2 separate regions of the Arabidopsis thaliana genome follow, and region 1 is linked to region 2. A link is a contact called in public capture Hi-C data. All regions are on one chromosome and are shown on one strand. Each heading gives the region's core, a stretch centred on a gene start, on an enhancer-like site or on the middle of the called end of the contact. The rest is flanking DNA. Distances are from core to core; before and after follow the strand shown.

Region 1 (4,480 bases), core at 1,324-3,823, 120 kb before region 2:
GTACCTGCATGTGCTTAAGGTAGCTGCATATGGAACTTAAGACAGTTCCTTCATTCAGTTATTTGATTAGAGAAAAATAAAGAAGCGTACCTTTCTTTCATAAACCTATAAGCATTGAAAGCTGTGAGTTCAAAGTATTTGAACCAAATAAAATAAGTGAAACAATTTCCAAACTCAAAATCTTGTCTGCACTTTATTTCTGTTTAACATTCAAACTGGTTGGGACTGTGAAGCCCGTATCGAGGACAAAAGACACAACAAACCCACAAAAGGGTCAAATAAAGCTACAAAGAAAGAAAGAAACTTACATCAAAGCCTTTCAAAGACCAAACGATTTCCACCATATTGAGTATTGAGTAGAACAGTATAATTAGTAGTCAAGGAGCATGACTGAGAGAATATTAACTTTAGCTAGTTAATAGCTTAGTTGTCTTTGGGGAAGATGATTTAGCTAGCTCATGAGAATGTTGAGAATGTAGTCGTCCAAAGAGCTGTGTCTTCAATGATTCAAAAGCCACATGAAACCTCTCAAGCTGTTCCATTGCATTAGGATTGTATAAAAATAGTCCATAGTACAGATCAAAGCTGTCACCAGCAGTATTCTCCACCAGTTTTAGCAATGTCTCATAACCTTTGGTATCTATAGGAGTAGATTCCAAGCTCAGCTTCTCCAGAAGCCTTCCCACTGTGTGTGTGATAAACTGTGATCCAGCAGCATGCCAATCATGTTCAGCACACGACATCTCCACCATACGACATCCTTCACGGGCAAAAATATCAAGAAAACTGTTACACCTCGATTTTCTTCTATCATCCATTCCAATCCTAACCTTATCAAACACAAAGGCAAGATTGTTCCATCCATTTTTACCACTCTCTGGCCCAAACATAGGATGCGTGCACAAAATATCAAAATCTTGTGGGAGAGTTTGAAGAAATAAATTCCTCGGGAACTCTTTTACTGAGAGTACATCCACAAAAAGTGTGCTTCTCTTCAGTCTCTGAAACGGTAGTGACTCGAGAACTTTTTCAGTCGAAAGGATTGACGTACAGAGAATAATAACTTCAGGATGCTCTTCAAATAGATCATCAAGATCTGAAAAATACGAAACACCGAGCTTTGCTGCTTCATCAGTGTAGTCACTTCTGGAATAAGCTAACACAGTGTGACCCTGCTTGACCATGGTTTTACCTAGAAACTGTCCAAAATTTCCAAACCCGACGATACCAATCTTGAGCCTCGAACCGTCATTAACACTACCAGACACCTGGGAGTTATATTCATACTTCACAACAACATCTTCTGACCTGCAAGATCACAAATCGATAACTATTTACAATAAGAAACCAAATCCAAAATGCATCAAACCACACAATGTAACTAACTAACTAACTACATACCTCATCATATCCAAAGAAGCATCATTTTCACCACAATTTGGAAAAACATGAACTTTCTTTGCTTCACCTTCAAAAGACTGCTTCCTCACAACACCGTGAAGCCGACTAAAAAGCTCCTTACGCAAAGCCTCGAAAGCCAAATCAATCCTCTCTAACACCTCCAAAGAGTTGTTATTATACACAAACAACCCATAATACAAATCAAAACTATCCCCACAAATATTCTCAGCTAAATCAAGCAACGCCTCGTACCCTTTCGTATTAATCGGCGTCGATATCAACTTCAACATCCCCAAAAGCCTACCAAGAGTATGAGTTATAAACTGTGATTCAGCAGCAAACTTATCATGATCAGTAACACTCATCTCCACCATCTCACATCCTTCTCTAACAAAAATCTCAAGAAAACTCTCACACCTTGAGACTCTCAATCTCTCTTCCCCAATCCTAACTTTATCATACACAAATCTTAATCCTCTCCAGCCATGATTTGAACTCACACTCTGAGGACCAAACATTGGATGTGTACAAAGAATATCGAAATCTTCAGGTAAGTATTGAAGGAGAAGAGTTTTAGCAAACTCTTTAACGGAGAGAACATCAACGAAGAGAGTGTTGCGACGGAGTCTCTGAAACGGCAACGTTTTGAGAATATTCTCTATGGAGAGGATTGAAGTACAGAGAAGGACTACGTCAGGATGACGTTCGCAGAGATCGTGAAGATCGGTGAAGTATGAGACACCGAGACGGCGAGCGGCGGAGGAGTGATCGGATCGGGAGTGAGCGAAGAGAATGTGGCCTTGAGAAATTAGGGTTTCGGCAAGGAATTGGCCGTAGTTTCCGAATCCGATGATGGCGATACGGAGAGGAGGGGTGGCGTTGGAGTTGGAGTTGGGAAGAGGGATGGTGTCGGTGACGGAGAGGTGGCGGTTGGCGGTGGAGAGAGAGAGAGAAGGGAGCATTGAGGAAAGAGAGGTAAATGAGAGGGAGAGAGGAGGTTTGGTGATGAGCTTTGGGAGGAAGAAGAAGGAGGAGGAAGATGAGGATTGATAGAGAAGAAGATGATGAGAATGAGATTGAAAGATCATTTGGAGAAGACGATGATGATGATGATGATGGATTCAACTGTCTCTGCCATTTGAATAGACTTTTGGAGGTTTGTGGAGATCTTCAAGTCTGCACGTTTTAAGAACTTTTGTATTTAATAAAAGAAAGAAATTTTTTTATAATTTTACTAATCATATTACCACTGAACATTTTTCTTTCAAATCAAGATAAAAAAATGAATTAGTAAAATTATCAAATATAAATAGAGGCGTTAATGAGACTAGCTCGAAATGTTACTTAAAATCAGTGTCGAAGAAAACGCTAGGCAGGCGGTAACATAGCGCCTAACGCCTACAATGCTTAATAGGAGTTTAGACGATTTTATACAGTTTAAAAGTTTATAATATAATACATATTGAATATAATATTATAGATAATAAATTATATATAACTATCTATTAGAAAAATTAAAATGTTAAATCATAAACAAAAATTAGTTAAATTCATATCAAAGAATATATATTGAGTTAAGACTTATAAGAAAGTTTTATATAGTTAAAAATAAAAAACAATACAGTAAACCGGAACTTATGCAAATTTAGGCGGTCAAAGCGGTTGTCTACGAGTCACTTAAGAGCGTAGTGCCGCCTAAACCGCTTTTTAGAACACAGCTTAAAATTAATTTATGAGGAAAAAGTAAAAAAAAATTCATGGAGACAACGGGAAGAAAATGAAAACAGAACAAAAACCAAGAGGATAGAAAATTAGAAACTTTAATGAAGAAAAAAAAAAATACATAGGATATCTCGGAAAAAAAGTCTAAAATAAAAGATTTTAGACTATATTATATTATTTTTATAACTTTTTCTAGTTCATATACTCATTTGATGTTTTAAATTGATGAAGACTTCACAATCCCGCCTTAAGAGTGAATGAAATGATGAGAGAGAAAATCGAGATTCGTTGTTTTAAATCCGCGATGTTTTATTAGTTTATTTATGTCATCGGTGATCTCCACTATTTTCATATTTGTTACGGCTTTATACTTTAGTTGGACTTAAAAAATTAATCACTTTATTATTATTGTTAAATATATTACTTTGTTAAATATGATATATCTTTTATATATAAAAACTATATAATCTCTGTAACATTAAAAAAAACTTTAAGAAATTGACCCGTCATCGAACTGGATTGACTCAATGAACCGGTGATCACGAAAGTAGTCCGGTTCATCGTGCGAGTCGGGTTAAAAAACATTGACATATATGTTAATCTATATGTATAACTCAAAAGTAAAAATAAAAACATGAAAAAAGAAGCAGATCACAACAATTAGACAATAAGCTATCATTATACACAATGCGAACAACATTTTGGAAACAACAAACTACGGTTGTATTACAAAACTAGATTTTAACCCGCGGTACACCGCGGAAACAATTTATTTTCTAAAGTTAGTATACATAAAGTTTGCAAATTGTATCTATCTATAAAATATTTTTATTTTATAGTTTACAATTGTTATTAAGTAACGTCCTGTCAAACCCGTCCCACCAATCCGTCCCGTAAAAAAACCATTTATTTTGTAGTAATTAAATGATATTAAATATTTTGGAAGTTTTATTTTAGTAACTAATCGTGTAGTTAATGTGGAGAGATTTAGGGAAGATTGTTAAATGTCAAATATTTAATTTGAAGATTTTTTTCTAATTATCAAAAACAAACATTAAAATCCAGTGGCACCTATTGTAAATAAGTTCCAACTATAGGATTTATTTCACAAAATGGCTGCAAAAATATATATGTAGATACACATTAATTACTATTTCTTCTAGTTTTTTATTTTGGAAAAAAAAATCATAATTACGATAACAATACCTTTTATCTCGTTTTTTATTAGGTTTTAATTTAACTTTTACGTTTATTATATAAAGGGAGGTTAAGTTAGAGATGGGCCAAAAAAAACAAATTAGAAAAATATAAGCTCAATACATTAGACGCTTCTTCTCTCCAATCTACATCACTGGTG
Region 2 (4,521 bases), core at 1,832-4,331:
CAAAACCTAAAGTCTCGATCTCTCTCAAATCTCATAAGTTCTATCACACCTTGATGTATCCTAGGATTTGTAATTAGATATTTCCAAATACATTATTCTAGATAACTCCTAGAACACTAAAGCTTAATTTCCTTTTCTCTTCTTTAATAACTTACTCCTCAAGTTACTCTTTTCAAGCTTATCCAACACAGGTATCCATAACCTCTCTTCGATTTATTCAGATTTGCTTGATTCTAAATGTTGTTAGTCTGTTTATCCAATGTTGATGGATTAATATTTTTGCTTGTGTTAAGATGACCGTATACTTTACAATGATCAGTTTTTTTAACGTGTTTTTTATTTTTATGTGTTTTCAATCTCTCGAGATTTTAATAGTGTTTTAGAAATATTTTATTGATTATCATTGATTTGATTAGATGTGGATCTTAGTGAGCAATATAAGCATGTTTTCTAATTTGAATAAAAGAGATTTATAAGTCGGTAATCCTTTTAATTTAGTTTCATCGAAAGAAAATCTTGGGAAATAGTTTTTGGTGACAATACTTTTTACCCTCATGGATTGTTGGTGAGATAAGTAGTGTACACTAGCGATATTAGCCGTTAGTAAAATACTTTCATGCATTATGAATTTTGGTAAGTAGTGTACACTAGCGATATGTGCCCATAAAAATATATGTAATAGGTAATCTTGAACTATCTATAACTAAACTTAAAATATTAGTTTGTTCATGTGATATATCATGTGTATATGATAATGTTGACCATTTAATACGTGAATTTCGTATGTGGCCAAATAAAACAACACAAAAATGTTGACCAGCCATTTTACAAATACAAAAACGTTGACTTGGCCAAAAAGCCAAAAACACCACAACGTTATATGTCGTTAACAGAAACGATAACAGAAGTTAATCATTTCGTTATTATCTAAAACGACGTCGTTTTGTGCTTAACACAAACCACAAAATCCCAATTCGATTTTTCAATCCCTAAATCTCAAAATCCCCAAATCTTCAAATCCCTAAATCCCCAAATCGATTTTTCAGTTTCATTGCCATGTTAGCAAAACCGCGTCGCCACGTCAGTAATCGCTGACATGTATTAATGAACTCAGCCGTAAAATAATATAATGGCAGGGACGGCTGAGTTACGATATGTTGCGGCTGATTTAAGAAAAAATGGCTGAGTTATGAGAAAACAGCTAACTTATAGTATAACTGAGCGTAGAATTACGGTTGACTTAATGAAAATTTTTATGAGTTATGAGATAATCCAACCTACATTACGGCTGACTTAAAGAGATTTGTCTGAGTTATGAGAATTTCAAGAATAACCCAGCCTAAGTTACGACTGAGTTTTTACCTAATGGTTGATTGTCAAAACTTTGGCTGAGTTATTCTCTTGACACGGTTGAGTTAACTTTTTCGACTGGCTGAGTTATCAAAGACGGCTTAGTTATGGGATGTCCTTACAACTGATTTATGTTCGAGTGTCATAAATCAGCCGTAATGAGCTGGATTAACGGATAACTCGGCCTAGTTACGGCTGACTTAGTAGCAAAAGATTAATTACTTTAATAGCAAGCAATTACGACCGACTTATTAAACAATACAGATGAGTTAAAGATTGTAGGTTGAGTTACAACATTAAACGACTGAATTAACTTGTCGTTTTTTTTTTGTTTTTTAATTACTGTAATAGTATTCATGTTGCGGCTGACTTCTAGTTTTGTTTAATGGCTAATTTATTTAGGCAAATTTTCATGTTTGTTTGGTGGCTTACTTGCTACTTCATCAATTAAAAAATTACGTCGATGTAACATTTCATTTCATCATCATTAAAAGAAATACGAAACATCTTTTTTTCAACTCGTCTTTTTCACCTGAGTTTTTCACATCACTGGAACTTCCAATTCGTCATCGTCTTCCTCATTCTTTTTCATTTTCTTACATCCTTCGCCCGATATAATCAATCCGGTTCTAGAAATTGTTATTTGTGGTAACTGGGTAAAGAATTTGTATTTAACACTAACGATAGAGGGTGAAGAGTTGTGCAAATTTATGCGGAAAGAACGCACGATAAGCTTGTAAAGTTGGTGTTCGATGACTATGGTTTGAATGAGTTGAGCCATCAGTTAAAGCTGAGCTACATGTTCTCGAACAAGGCTATGAAAAATATGTATATTCGTAATAACTTAGCCGTAATATGTAGATTTCCGCGACCTTTCATCTTATGTGTAGCATTATAATTCAGCCGTAACATGTAAATTTGCTGCGAAACAATAACAGGGAGGGAAACCAAAACGTTCCTCTTAATGAGGTGGATTATCATAATTTTCATTAATCATTTTTAGTTATAAATAATAATAAAAAATCTTAATTAAAAAAAACTAATCAAGAGTGTTAATTTTAATTACACAATTGCACAAAATATATAAGTAATGTTTAGAGAATGTATGATATTCTAACAATATTCCAACTTTCTATAACATTTCAGTAAATATTTCATATATTTTGGGTAATAAGTTTGGCACTTTTTAAATTCACTAAAATAAATCTAAAATTCTTAATTTATTTTTCTTATCACCATTATATCTTTGCCGGCTTGCTGCGCCTTACGCTAATAACTATTCTAATAGACTAATAAAAGGAGAGTGAAGCCCTATTTAACGCCCCGACCGTTCCTATATGTGGATCCTACGTCCTCTCTCAGCCCCATGAGCACACCCCTGTCCGACGGTCGGTATGCCACGTCCGAGAAGCTTTAAAGACTTGTTACCACATGATATTTTCTCTTGCTTTATCCTCACTCGCATAGTTCCGACAATCATTTATCGGAAGGTCACCCATCATAAAACTATTCCAGTTCAAACACTCATAACTGTGAAATTCTTTTTTGAATCAAAACCTTTGACCGAAAAAGATAACTACTCTTTGGTGACATATATAGCCAAATCAATTCTTTTATATTTTTCCGCATGAACTATTATATTTTTGAAACTGAAGTATTATATCCTACTTTTATATATATATATATATATAATATAATTAAACTTAAAAATCAAATTAAAAACTTTGCGTCGTAGATGCTCTTAGAAACTTTTTCTCCAGCGATATCGTGGAAGTCTTGAGTCCAAACTTTTTCTTGACACCAAACTATTTCTAAGAATATCAAATTAGTTAAAAGGTTACGTTATGCACTTTAATGCTTAAGACCCAATCCATTTCCCTCAACCAATCATAAATCTCCACGTATGTGGTCACCTTCTTCGATAGCTCATTCATACATATCCGACGGGCTTATTAATGTCATCGAGACGATAATCTCCCAAATGTCATCTCCTTCATCTCTCAGGTAATATCCATAACCTCTCTCTCGATTTCTTCAGATCTTAAAATCACAACGAATTTCTCAGATTGTATCTTAAGATTTGCTTCATTCTAGATTTGAAATCAACATTCAGATTCGCGATTCTTTGTGGCTACAGGTAAAAAAACTGAGTCGAGATTTGGTGACGTGATGAATCATTTGGTGATAATCTCTGTGTTCTTGAGCTCAGTATTGTTGTTATATAGAGGAGAATCTGGAATCACAAGTAGTTTTATTCGATCTGAATGGCCTGCGGTTGATATACCACTTGATCATCATGTTTTCAAAGTCCCAAAAGGATATAATGCACCACAACAAGTACACATAACTCAAGGTGATTATGATGGTAAAGCTGTTATCATCTCTTGGGTTACACCTGATGAACCTGGTTCTAGCCAAGTACATTACGGTGCGGTTCAGGGGAAATATGAGTTTGTTGCTCAAGGGACTTACCATAACTACACGTTTTACAAGTATAAGTCTGGCTTTATTCATCACTGCCTTGTCTCTGACCTTGAGGTATCTGAGTTTATATTTTATATTTGGTGGTTAGATTACATACAAATGCTGATTTTCTTTTTTTGTTATCAGCATGATACAAAATACTATTACAAGATTGAAAGCGGTGAATCTTCTCGAGAGTTTTGGTTTGTTACACCACCACATGTACATCCAGATGCTTCCTACAAGTTTGGTATTATAGGTTAGTAGTTTGATCTAAATGCAACTGTGCTTTAAGATTCATTGCAGAGGTAGTTTGTAGTATTGTTTCAATGAGAGTTACTTGACTTGTTTCTCTAGCTCTGTACTAGCCAAACTCAGTTTTACTTACGAATTGTAGGCGATATGGGTCAGACATTCAACTCGTTATCCACGTTGGAACATTACATGGAGAGTGGAGCTCAGGCTGTTTTATTTCTTGGAGATCTTTCTTATGCTGATAGATATCAGTATAATGACGTTGGTGTGAGATGGGATAGCTGGGGTCGTTTTGTGGAGCGTAGTACCGCTTATCAACCGTGGCTTTGGTCTGCAGGAAATCATGAAGTAGATTACATGCCATACATGGTTAATATCTGATTCATCTTATACTTACTTTCTACCTAGCCAAGTAACATATAGGTTATGCATAAATTCGACTCCTATGGAATT

Evidence for each region. Capture Hi-C pulls out chosen DNA fragments and counts their contacts.
Region 1: a contact with region 2 is called in a capture Hi-C map of seedling, with 4 times the contacts expected there. The contact joins the promoter of AT5G34930 here to the promoter of PAP26 in region 2. A contact is called at or near these places in 1 of 26 Hi-C or Micro-C datasets (root) and 1 of 3 other capture datasets (seedling).

What each region holds. Positions count from the first base shown.
Region 1 is chr5:13,231,450-13,235,929 of TAIR10.1, reverse strand. AT5G34930 (arogenate dehydrogenase) reads right to left here and starts at 2,573. Exons shown (of 2, transcript NM_001344090.1): 1 at 1,402-2,573; 2 at 171-1,308. The coding sequence starts at 2,489. The coding sequence ends at 408. It overlaps GUS3 (glucuronidase 3), which reads left to right. Exons shown (of 9, transcript NM_180762.3): 9 at 1-189. The coding sequence ends at 18.
Region 2 is chr5:13,110,216-13,114,736 of TAIR10.1, reverse strand. It overlaps PAP26 (purple acid phosphatase 26), which reads left to right and starts at 3,081. Exons shown (of 9, transcript NM_122874.4): 1 at 3,081-3,354; 2 at 3,488-3,888; 3 at 3,961-4,072; 4 at 4,211-4,437. The coding sequence starts at 3,520.